Regions from separate parts of the Mus musculus genome. Here regions 2 and 3 are each linked to region 1. The links are chromatin contacts, called in public HiChIP or PLAC-seq and promoter capture Hi-C maps. All regions are on one chromosome and are shown on one strand. Each heading gives the region's core, a stretch centred on a gene start, on an enhancer-like site or on the middle of the called end of the contact. The rest is flanking DNA. Distances are from core to core; before and after follow the strand shown.

Evidence for each region. Promoter capture Hi-C pulls out the DNA fragments that hold promoters and counts their contacts. HiChIP or PLAC-seq counts read pairs in DNA pulled down with a chosen protein or histone mark.
Region 2: a contact with region 1 is called in a promoter capture Hi-C map of liver. The contact joins the enhancer-like site here to the promoter of Dtl in region 1. A contact is called at or near these places in 13 of 39 promoter capture datasets (the C10 cell line, the HPC-7 cell line, Sertoli cells and 8 more), 20 of 484 Hi-C or Micro-C datasets (the AML12 cell line, the N1E-115 cell line, bone marrow-derived macrophages and 13 more), 24 of 115 datasets of contacts at active chromatin or transcription factors (the 230-238 cell line, the HPC-7 cell line, bone marrow-derived macrophages and 17 more) and 3 of 9 other capture datasets (adipose tissue, liver and pancreatic islet).
Region 3: a contact with region 1 is called in an H3K4me3 HiChIP or PLAC-seq map of bone marrow-derived macrophages, with 3 times the contacts expected there. The contact joins the enhancer-like site here to the promoter of Dtl in region 1. A contact is called at or near these places in 12 of 39 promoter capture datasets (3T3-L1-derived adipocytes, the C10 cell line, the HPC-7 cell line and 6 more), 2 of 15 datasets of contacts at CTCF or cohesin (large pre-B cells and pro-B cells), 7 of 484 Hi-C or Micro-C datasets (LSK cells, bone marrow-derived macrophages, granulocyte-monocyte progenitors and 4 more), 20 of 115 datasets of contacts at active chromatin or transcription factors (the 230-238 cell line, the HPC-7 cell line, acute myeloid leukemia and 12 more) and 4 of 9 other capture datasets (adipose tissue, liver, macrophages and 1 more).

Annotation. Positions count from the first base shown.
Region 1 is chr1:191,573,781-191,577,750 of GRCm38.p6, forward strand. It overlaps Dtl (denticleless E3 ubiquitin protein ligase), which reads right to left and starts at 1,764. Exons shown (of 15, transcript NM_029766.3): 1 at 1,569-1,764. The coding sequence starts at 1,620. Ints7 (integrator complex subunit 7) reads left to right here and starts at 1,856. Exons shown (of 20, transcript NM_178632.6): 1 at 1,856-2,171. The coding sequence starts at 2,078.
Region 2 is chr1:191,792,032-191,796,001 of GRCm38.p6, forward strand. No RefSeq gene overlaps it. Among named protein-coding and RNA genes, the nearest start is that of Gm26203, 21 kb to the left of the region's middle. Within about 2 kb of position 1,785, at least 37 of the 459 cell types and tissues checked have an H3K27ac peak or open chromatin away from gene starts, as enhancers often do. A contact at or near this core is called in the AML12 cell line, intestinal crypt epithelium, liver and 1 more, where this site is marked.
Region 3 is chr1:191,739,960-191,743,929 of GRCm38.p6, forward strand. All of the region lies in intron 2 of Lpgat1 (lysophosphatidylglycerol acyltransferase 1), which reads left to right. Among named protein-coding and RNA genes, the nearest start is that of Gm22446, 20 kb to the right of the region's middle. Within about 2 kb of position 1,867, at least 35 of the 459 cell types and tissues checked have an H3K27ac peak or open chromatin away from gene starts, as enhancers often do. A contact at or near this core is called in bone marrow-derived macrophages, granulocyte-monocyte progenitors, hepatocytes and 3 more, where this site is marked.

The DNA of each region.
Region 1 (3,970 bases), core at 514-3,013:
ATTTAAAAACTCACAAAAGTAATTATATTTCCATCTTACAAATATCGGTAGAGAAAGGAAACTAAAGGCACATTTAGAGGCTTGTTATGATCAGGGAGTAAAGTATCAGGCCCAATGGTGGGGATGGAATAGAGAAAATGGAAGACTCAGTTTGAGGTAAAGAGGCTGAATCTGTGGGGATGGAAAAAGAGATTCAAGCAGACTTAAGGGATTTCTTTTTTTTCTTTTGAAAATGTCATAATGAGGAATATGGAGTCTAAGTTTTAGCTGGGGACACCAGTTTAAAATAATGTCACTCCCAAAAATTGGGAAGAAGCCAACTCAGTTTGGGGCATTAGAATATAAGATGCTTGTATGCCTAACTGTCTAGATTAAGTTCAATACATACAGCTTTTACAGAAATTAACCCAAAACATAGGGAATGGAAGAGTGTAGCAGCAGTAGAATCCTTACTTACGGCTATAATCATTTAAGGCCCAGCAACACCGGAGGGGAAAAGAGATGCAGACTTCAGGAGGTAACAATCAATGAATGCCAGTGCCTATCACTGAACGTCTGTCTGGCTATCTGTAAGCCGGAACGACAGACTGAAAAGTGGGTAGACAGAAAATGTAGCACATAGGAAAAGAGGTGGAGTTGAAACTCAGACGCTCCGAAGACCGCTCACAACCATTGTGCAGGGCGGCCATTCCTAACACAGGGCGAAGTAACTTTTGTAAAGTTCGAGCAGAGAAAGAGGCAGAATGTAACTACAAGAGTATCCACAGAGGGAATACGACTACAAAGTTTTAGATCCGGGCAGGACCTCAAGGAGCTTTTCCTCTTCTCAACATTCTTAGGACCACTCTTCAAGGTCTTAGTTTAACAACACATCAGCCTAATCGCATCTCAGATTGCCAATGTTTTTAAGAGTACTGTAGGAGATGAGCTGGCTTTCTATATGCTAACAGGAGAACATGGCTGAATTCCACCGTGAAGAGAAAAACGAGTTTAATCCCATTTCTGGAAGTACCTCGGCATCAAGACACATTTGGAACAATACCCTTCCATCCATTACCCGTGGTCACCTCGTGGGTGTGGCTATGGGCATCTTTTAGTCTGTATTTTAGGACTTTTCAGAGCCTGCAGAGATGGGGGAGGGGACTTTGGCGCCTTAAGATTGAGTTCCTTAACTGCGGGCCATGCGCGCTGGTGCACAACGAACTTGCAGGGATCGCTAAGGTTCTGCAGAGACGGCAGGCACATCGCTGGTGCCAAAGCGTCTCCCACCCCCGACTCTCACAAGCGTGCACTCTCTAGTTAACGCGCGATATTGACGTAAGCAGCCAGGGGCCCGGGACGCCACTGAGCGTCCTAACTTCGGCCTCCGTTCCGAACTAAAAAGCTCGATTACGGTGAAAAGCGTCCGGAAGGAACCCAAGCACGATGTTCTTCGGCGGTCCTCGCTCGCCCGGATTCGCTCCGGCCGCGGGAGACCTGGAGGCCCACAGTCGGCAGCGATCCAAGGTGGAGCGCCTGGGGGGAGGTGGTTCCCGCCACGGCCAGCGGCCGTTGGGGCCGTTACTCACCGTTCCTCAGGACGCCGAGCTGCGGCTGGCGGAGTACCGAGTTGAAGAGCATCTGGGCCTGAGGAGAAGGCTCAGCTGAGGGGAACGCCGAGAAGATCGCCCCCAAGTTCCACAGGAGCCGCCGTCTGCACCCTCCACAACGCGGCGCGGTTTCGCCTCCAACTCCCGCCACTAAGAGCCCCGGCCGCCAAACTCCGCGCCAAACTGACGTCACGCTTTCTGATTGGCTCTCGTCGCAGCGTCCTGGCGCCTCGAAGGCTCGCCCCCATCCTAAGCTCCGCCTCCCTCTCGCTCAGCCGCGGGAACCCAAGGTTCACAGGCTCCCTGAGCGCCTGCGCGGGGGGGCCCAGAGAGGAACTGGCGAACCGCGGGGCGACCGAGGCGCATGCGTACACTGCCTGACAGCGCGCGGAGGGAAAAATCCGCGAGACCGCGGCGGGAGAAGATGGCGGTGCTGGGGTAGAGTTTGCAATCTTTGTGACTGGGCGAGTCGGGTAACTGTCCGGGTCATGGCGTCAAACTCAACCAAGTCGTTCCTGGCCGATGCCGGCTATGGCGAACAGGAGCTGGACGCTAATTCCGCTCTTATGGAACTGGACAAAGGTACGGAGGAGGGACGCGGGCGAAGCGTCTGGGGGGAGTGGCGCCACCTAGTGGCGGCAGCTACAGAGGCTAGAAAGGCGCATGCGCCGATGTATGGGGCGGGAAGCACGGCTGCTAGTCTTGGAGCCAGCGCTTAGGCGCATGCAGGGTTGCTGGAGTAGCCTTGCACAGTTGGAGCAGAGGCTCGTGCTTGCGAGGATGCCTTTGACCACTTGGGGGCACAGTCTCTGGTTTCCCAGGCAGCAAATAAGATAAAGTGCTGAATTTTGAGATTATTTTTTAAAACGTTCAGTGCAGGTGAAGCCTTCATTAAGAGAGCCAAATGATTTTCTGAGCGTTTTACAGCGATTTGTCTTGCGAGACTGTCAATTGCGCGTTCTAAAGCAGGTTCCATGTGGATGAGAACATCCGAAAAGCTTGGCTGAACGCGCTCATTCTCTGCACACAAGTTCCACGAGTTAGTTCCCCTTATACAGGTAGCTAAGAGAAAAAATTTTAGGGTTAGGAGTTAAATTCCAGTTCTACTAAAGTGATTATGGAATGCGGCATTATCATCTAGCCTCGATATGTCAGCAAAGTGGGCACAGTATGTCAGCTGTTGTAAATGTTAAATGGCAGTGGTATGCGAAAAGATGCCTTTATTAAAGGCTGAAGAGGGACTTTGACAGATAGCTATCCATAAAGAAGTCCTGTGTAAATGTGAGACCTTTGCTTCAGTTTCCTGCCAAGGTTTTTACACTATAGGCAATTCTTGGTTAACTGTAGCCAGTGTGTAACCTGTAGAGAACGGGACTGGAAACCAAGGATCTGTAAGTTCAAGTCTGGGGGGCAGGGTGTGCCAAGTAGGGACTGGGGGATGCTGAGAGAACCTGGAGGTCAATTAGACTTTGGCATGTTAAATATGCACCTTAGTTCCTTGTCCAAGTTTGAAACCAGTTACAGGTAAGAGTTTTTTACGTTTTACTAAAGTCTGTGACATCCAGGTTGGCCTGTACTCCCTAAAGCCAAGGATAACTCTCAACTTTTGATCCTCAGCCTCCCAAGTCCTAGACCTGATGTGGCCCATTACACTGTTTTATTCAGTGCCAACTCCCTTCCCACCGAAATGTGTATGGCTCTAGCGTAGCTAATCTTGTCCCAGGCTAAGAGTAGATAGTGTTGTAGAGCAGGGTAAGGATATGGAGCAAGGAAAGGAAGGACATCCAGAGTTACCTTCTAAGTGTTGTGAGCCAGTGTGATGGTTTACTGTGTGAAACACTTCCTGTGCAAGCCTGACAGTCACACACATGTGCACACATACATACAATAACAATGAAATAAGGTTTACATTAAAAAAAAAAAAAAGATGCTGCGGCTGTAGGGATGACTTAGCCTTTAAGAGGCCACACTGCTGTTTTGTGGGACCAGAGTTCAGTTCTCAGCACTCACACCCCAAACCTCACAACTGCCTGTAACTCTAGAGGGTCTGTTATACACCCATCTCTCCCTCCCCCTACATACACATAATTAAAAGTGAAGCTCTTTGAAAGAAAAGGTTACAGTTGTAATGAAAGTAATAGTACAACCTTTTTAATAAGAAGAGTTGAAATTAAAACACATATGTGTAAGAAATAAGTGGGGGCTGTTGAGTGTTTTACAGATAAGCCCTAAGCTCAACAAGACACATTGTATCAGCCGGGAACAGTAGTGTGACACATTGCTAAAGGCTGAGTCCCACATATTACTCTAATAAGTGTAGCTTTTCCTAATGTAGATTATTATCATCAGACCAAGTATTTGCCCCTCCAGTGATTGGAAGT
Region 2 (3,970 bases), core at 535-3,034, 220 kb after region 1:
AAACCAACTGTGGTGTCACAAGCCTGCAGGCCCAGCACTTGGGAGGTGGAGGCAGGAGGACCAGAAGGTCAAAAATATCTTCAGCTACCCAATGAGTTCAAGGCTAGCCTGGGCTATTCTGAGAAAATATACATACATACATACATACATACATACATACATACATACATACCTATGTACATGAATGAGTTCATCCTAGCTAGTCAGCTTTAACTGCCAAATTGACAGAACCTAGAATTTATCTAGGAAGAGAATTTCAATCAAGGAATTGCCTCTCATAATGGCCCGTGGGCACGTCTGGAGGCAGGGATTGTTCACTGGGTAGAATGGCCCAGTCTTCTGTGGGTAGCACCATCCCGCAAGCAGATGGTCCTAAACCGTATGAGAAAGCTAGATGAGCATACACCTGAGTGCCAGCCAGCAGCTGCTCCACAGTTCCTGTTGTGTCACTTTGTGACGGGAGTTTTCTCGGGGAGAGGCAAATGGTGTGTGGAATAGCAAGCAGGCTTGTCTGGCTTTAGGTTCCTTCTTGAGTTTCTGCCTTGGCTTCCCTCTACGAAGGACAGTACTGTGGACGTGTAACCCAAATAAACCCTTTCTTTCCCAAAGTTGCTTGCTGTCCCGTTGCCCCAAATCCCAGCTGCTTTCTTGCCCCCAGAATCCTGTTTACCCTCTAACACCCAGTTCCAGGCCAAAGCCTCCAGAGAACCTTCCATCACCAGAACTTCCAGTTTGATGTTTTTTTCTTGGTTCCATGCACACTGGGCACATCTCTGCTGTGTCCTGTAGCAGTCATGCCAGAAACTATTGGTCTGTATCCCTTATGATCCAGAGGTGAGCTCCTACCTCCTTTCCCCCTGCTGTGCAGTGGCAGTCTCAGTACAGAGAAGGTGTGTGCCAACAAGCAATGGGCTTGCAGTTTGGCTCTGCTGGGGCAAACTGTAGACAAGACCAGAGACCTTGTGGAGAACGGGGTGCCCCAGCTTCACTGCTCCAGCTAGTGGGATGGAAGTCTACACAGGCCTCCACAGCCGCAGTTCCCAGACATCTTTTGCTTGCTTATTTTCCAGCTCCCCTCAGTGGAACTCACTGTTGGCTTACTTGGCACCCTGGGCCATTTGGCCTTCAGTTAGGCCCAGTCTCCCAGGTGCTGGCCAGAGTCCAAGGTAATCCTTGAGATCACTCTGAGTGTTGTTGGTAAACGACCCAGGAGATTAGGTTACTGCTGGATAATGTTCACTGCCTTTGTTCAGATCCACGTGATGTTGCAGGAGGAGGGACATGGGGTATGAATTATTGAGGAAATCTCGGGTTCTCACCGATTCCCTGGTGATGCTGATATGCCCCGAAACCCGAGAGGAGTGACCCTTGGGTGCTACAGCTAGGATTGAGTACGAGTCAGAGCCAGCCACGGATTGAGACCCAGAGTCTAGAAGTTCATCACAGCCCCATGTGGGAAGCCCTGAGCAGATAGGAGTTCCTAAAAGATCTGCAGAGAGGAAGGAATGGCCCACGGACAGAAACCCAGCTGAAAATCACTCTAGCTTCGGGTGCTGTGAAGACTAAGAGAAAACAAGCCTGACTCCTCCTGGAAGAGCTCAGGGGAGGCATGGTCACCCCTAAAAAGATACTCAGTTCATTGTGGGAGGCCTGATAACAAACAAGGTCCAGGCAAAACTTAAACACCAAGCAGGAGGCCAGAACTAGCCAAGCTGCTGTAGGGGCCCAGCCCAGGATTAGTACCCAGGCAGCCCCACTCCCCTGAGGCCTCTATATAGTCCAATGCAGAGCCTTTGCAAAGCATTCTGGGAACCAACTTGTTTCCTACTCCCTTGGAGCATCGTGAGATGCAATGGCTGCCAGGGTGTTGTTTGTAGCCTGTTGTCTGGGCTGCTATCTGGAAGACGGGGGAAGGAAGGAGAGAGGAGAGGCTGCACAGCATCCATTTCCTGTTTTCCTTTCCTTGTTAGGAGGCAGCTCACATGTTTGCTTAGGCTTCTGGCCACCTGCACTTTGACTCATAGTATCACAGACAGCTACGTTGCAAGAGTGTGTGTGTGTGTGTGTGTGTGTGTGTGTGTGTGTGTGTGTGTGTTTGAACCCACCAGGTCTGAGGTGCAACTCTACAAGCCTGGTATTTGCACACTTGTACATCTGTGCATGGGTGTGGTCAGCTGTGATAACTCCTGTTTTTCCCAGGTGGTCCTTGTGCATATAACCTCGTGCTGTGTTCATGCTCTGAACCTTCTTTAGCGAACACACTGAAAGTTTCCTCTCCAGGTTCAAAGTTCAGAGCTTGATGACATCAGTTTAATATGCTGGTCAGTGAGCTACGGGGCTCCATCTCCACCTCCCAAACCTGCACCATGTCCGGCTTCCATCCCTTTCAACTTTTGCATGATGTGCGAAGTCTTTCCCAGAATACTGGTGGTGCCTCCTCTTCTGCTCATTCATTCTACAGACCAGCTGTGCATCTCTCAAGCCACTGTGGGTTGAGAAGCAGAGACGAGTAAGATCTGGTTTCTGTCCTCATGAAGTATGCACTCATCATGAAGAAAGACCTCAGCTCTGCTCGGCTGCTCAGAGGCAGACTCTGATAAGCCACAGGGAAGGAGGCGTATCCCCCAGAGGGACGCAGGGAAGGGGGGAGGGAAGGGGGGCACATCCCTCACAGGGACACAGGGAAGGGAGTGGGCATATACCCTACCTTCCTCCAGAAACCTGGAGGCCCTTCTTTGAGGTCGCTCTTCTGGCACCAAAACTAGGAGAGGTTTAGTCTTTACTAAGAAACGAGGCCTGTTCCTTAGGCCACCAAGTTTGTAGAAGTTTGTCACAGTAGGTACAGGAGATGAATGTGACAATGTATAACCGAGCATTTACAAAGGTTCAAGTGCAATTCAGCACAGAAGGCAGTGGGCAAATGGGGAGAGGCAGCTGGACACTCATGCGGGTGAGTTCACAACCTTCCACAGCTTTTGACATACACAAAACAAACTCGAAATGGGTCAAAACCTAAATATAAGCAGAATAGTGGCACATGCCTGTAACCCTGACACTCGGGAGGCAGACACAGGAGAATCATGAGTTCAAGGCCAGTCTGAGCTATGTAGCTAACCAATGTTTCACACAAGTAAACAACCAAACTCAAAGGAAAAATGCTGATTGCAAAGCCAAAGTCTTGGCGGAACGTGGCAGCGCGTTCTGTAACCCAGGCACTGAGAAGGTTAAGGCAGGAGGATTGCAGAGAGTCCAAGGCCTGCATGGGCTACAACGTGAATAGCATGCCAGCCACGGCTCAAAAAATAATCACAAAGCCAACCAAAAATACTAAGTATAAAAACAAAACCATGAAACCCTTGTAGAACCACACAAGAAAACCTGGTGCTCTCCTGAGAGGCAGGGTTTCTTAGCCATGATACCAAGCATGAGCCATGCAATTTAAAACTTTATCAACCTGACAACTTAACCTAAAAGTCTCTGTTATCATTTTAATTTTTAATGTCATTTTTAATGATGGATCTTAAATGTTTTAACCTCCCTAGTAGCCCATCATCTACCAGAGGTAGTGGAGAAGAAAGGAAATGGGGGCGGGGGACATGGACCTGTTCAGAAATTGTTCTTTGTAGTAAATCTCATCTGTGTCCTCAGGAAACTAGTCGTTTAGTTCACAGGTGGGCAACGACAGCTCGATCCACTTGCTTTACGGGTATACCAGTAGTCCAATCTGGTAATGTTGGGGTAGCATCGGCAGTGACAGACCTAGCAGGAAGTGCCAGGCCTTAGTCGACACAAGTGGACAGGAAGGACCAGAGCCAATAGGAACATCAAGGAAAGTTCTCAGCTGTGCCTCTCTCAGCGAATCAAAATGAAGATCAATGAAGACGTGAGACCAATAAACGTTTAGCTATACAAACAATCCGAGCTCAGCCTTCTTCATTGTCTGTCGATATCGATGTCACAAAGTTGGACA
Region 3 (3,970 bases), core at 617-3,116, 170 kb after region 1:
CCCCCCCCCCGGCGCTCGCGCTCTCTCTCTCTCTCTCTCTCTCTTTCTCTCTCTCTCTCTCTCTCTCTCTCTCTCTCTCTCTCTCTCTCTCTCTCTCTCTGTGTGTGTGTGTGTGTGTGTTTCTTTTTTGTACTGGTCATCTAACCAGGGCATTCAGAGCATGTACTCTACCAGCAAGCTAGGCTCTTAACCTTTGTTATGTGTAGTTTCATTTAGTGAGAGAAGAACTACTATTTACAGGTTTGTATATGTCTATGTGGTATAAATAGGTGAGTATGTTTCTGTTCATGAGATCATATGTATATATATATATATATATATTCAGGTGCCCATGTACAAAAAAAAAAAAAAAGAAAGAAAGAAAAAGAAAGAAAGAAAAAAAGGAAAACCTAACTGAGTTACATTTGAGATAGAAATACCTCAGCATTTGTGTAGTCCTCCTGTACTCTTGAATCCTCATGACCAGGAATACAGCTAAGGGCAGAACTGGAAGCTAGAAAAATACTTCAAAACAGAGCCCTGATTTAAGGCTAGAAAAGTCTTAGTTGCTGGAGTCAGCCTGAAGGAGGAGCAAGTTGAGACCTTTGTGCCCATCCACACCATTCTGCCCCATACAACACCCTGTCTTGTGTCTCCCACAGGGCCCACTGCTGCTAGCCACAAAGCTGCCAGTCTAGGCCCATTCCTGTCAGTTCCTCAGAGTCCTTTCCCATCTGTGAACACAATTGCTGACTCTGCCACTCAGTTCGTTGTTCCTTGGTGCTACTATAACCTGTCCCCTTGCCTTCCCCTGGCTGTACTGAAATCACCAAAATACTGGAGGCTTTCCAGGGACTCTGGGTCACTGTTTCAACACCCTAGTTCCAAGATAGATGGCATAGGATGGAAATGACATGGCAGATAACAGGTCAGGCTGTTTCTGAATCTAGCCTGGGTCTCCCATAGACTGGACAAGTTTATACCCCACAGGGGCCCAACTCAGTGGTTTCTGCCTCTTGTCTAAGTAGATCTTTCAGCCAACTGGAGGTAGTAACTCCAGTTCGCACCTGTCCCCCTCCAGAGTTTACCTGTACCCCAGCCAGGCTAGCCATTTACTCCGTGTGTAGCAGAGGATGATCCTGACCCTCCTGCATCCACTTCCCAAGGGCTGACTACAGATTTAGACCACAACAACCATCTCCTCTGATTCTTGTTCGCACTCTGTACCCAGGCTGGACTGAGTCACAGTTGTAAGCTACCAGCGGGCTCGCTCCTTCTTAGTTTTAGTTCTCTCTTTAAGTCAGTCAGATGATGCTAGTGTGAAAAATCATCTTTGAGGAAGTCTTTCTGGGAACCTGTAGCTTGCTCTATTGTGGACTGGCAATCCACCAAGTTAGTACAGCTAACCTCTGGATTATCTTTCCCACTTTCCTGGGAAGCCACCAGATTGTTCAGAGGGCTTTTCAAAGTTTGAATAGAATATTGTGGAGATATGTGTGACTCCCAACCTGTCCTCCCTGTTGCTTCTTTCTGTCTACTTTATGACAGCATCTTGCTCTGTATCCCAGGCTGGCCTTGAACTATTGATTCTCCGGTGTCCGCCCAAATCTGAACGTACCACTACTCTCAGCCCTCCCTTTTCTCATAAGCACCCCTTGCTTGATGACATTTCCTTACCAGTCTGCCATCCTACCTTATTTCTCCATTTACTTTTGTTTGCATGTTTGTCTGACTGTCTGTGCACCATGTGCATGCAGTACCCTCAGAGGGGTATCAGATCTACTAGAAATAGAGTTCTAGAATTGTGAATTGTCATGCAGGTGCTGAGAATTGAAGTCAGGTCCTCTGGAAGAGCTGCCAGTGCTGCTAACTGCTAGCCACCTCTGCAGCCTGGGTTAATGAGTTACCTGCTGCTTTTCCACAGCTGCCGTTGATGGGCATATTCATTTTTGTGTCGTGTTTGTCCGGGTGACTTTTTACCTAAGGAAAGTACAGTAGGGTCTGCCTGTAACCTGGAATGCTGAAAACGTGGTTGGTTAATAATGATTCTATCTTAGTTAGGGTTTCTATTGCTGTAATGAATTAACATAACCAAAACAGTAAAAGGGAGGGTAAGATTTATTTGGCTTCTACTTCCATATTGCTGTTCATCACCAAAGGAAGTCAGAACCGAAACTCAAACAGTTCAGGGACCTGGAGGCAAGAGCTGATGCAGAGGTCATGGAGGAGTCCTGATTACTGGCTTGTTCATCCTGCTTTCTTATAGAACCCAGGACCACCAGCCCAGAAATGGCCCCACTGATCACTAATTGAGAAAATGCCATACAGTTGGATCTCATGGAGGCATTTCTTCTACTGAGGTTACTTCCTCTCTCTTGGCTCTATCTTGTGTCAAGTTGACATACGAAACAAGCCAGTACAGATTCCAAAAATGATGTATCCAATTATCTTAGTGGAACAATCAATTATACTTCATTAATTTTTACAACATGTTTGAATATTATTAATGACTAACGTACAGGGTGGTAAAAGACTGTGCAATATCAGTGTCCTAGTTGATGTTTGTTAACCTGACACAAACTTAGACATATCTTGGAAAAAGAAATCTTAATTGAGAAAATGCTTCTGTAAGACTGGCCTGTAGGGTTTTGTCTTAATTAATGATTGATGTGGGATGGCCCAGCTCATTGTTGGATATGTCAGCCCTGCAAGTTCAGGGGCTGGAGAGATGGCACAGCAGGTAAGAACACTGGCTACTCTTCCAGGGGGACTTGGACTTGGGTTTGAATCCCCACATGGTGGCTCCTAGTCATCTGTAATTTGAGTCATCTGCAACACACACAGAAGAAGAAGAAGAGGAGGAGGAGGAAGAAGAGGAGGAGGAGAAAAGAAGAAAAGAAGAAGAAGAAGAAGAAAAGAAGAAGAAAGAAGAAAGCAAACTGGGAAAGCCAGAAGTATCATTCTTCCATGCTTTCTGCTTCACTTTCAGGGCCTTGAGTTCCTGCCCTGACCTCCATCAACAGTGGAGTCAGGTCCTAAGCTGAAATTTCTTTCTTGTCATTTCTCTTTTGTCATAGTGTTTGCCACAGCAGCAAGGGGACAGGTCTCCTCTCCATGCTAATTCCTTTTTGCTGGTCATAACAATGGCTTCAGAGTCACTGGTTTTTTTTTTTTTTTTCTGGCATTTTGTTGTTGTTTCTTGGAATCTTGCTATGAAATCAAGTATGCATGTAGTAGGAGATAGGGTTAATCTTCAGTTTTGTTCTTTTTTAATTTTTTTATTGGTTATTTTATTTATTTACACGTCAAATGTTATCCCCCTTCCCAGTTTCCCCTCCACAAGTCCCCTATTCCCTCCCCCTGCCTCGATGAGGGTGCTCCCCCCACCCCCCACCCCCCACTCCTGCCTCAACTCCCTAGCAGTCCCCTACCCTGGATCATTGAGCCTCAACAGGACTAAGGGTCTCCCCTCCCAGTGATGCCTGATAAGGCCATTGTCTGCTACATAGCCAACTAGAGCCATGGCTCTCTCCATGAGTACTCTTTGGTTGGTAGTTTAGTCCCTGGGAGGTTTTGTTCTTAAAACTAAACAGTTTTCTGTCCAATTTTTTTGTTCAGTTAACCTTAATTTTCTTTGACAACAGTGGGCTGTCTTAGTCACTATTCTTTAGCTGGAAAAAAAAATGACCAAGGTGACTCTTATGAAAGAAAGCATTTACCTGGGGCTTACAGTGTAGGGGGCTAGTCCATTCTCATGACAGCAGGGAGCATGGCAGAAATGGTATTGGGGAAGTAGCTAAGAGTTTTACATCCCAATCTGCAGGCCGAGGAAAGAGAGCAGACTGGGTCTAATTTTGAGACCTCAGAGCCCACCCCATGCGATACACTTCCTTGAAGCATTGTTTAAAATTACAAAAATGATCTGGGCAGGGATGGCATACATCTTTAATCCCAGCACTGGGAGGTAGAGGCAGGTGGATTTCTGAGTTTC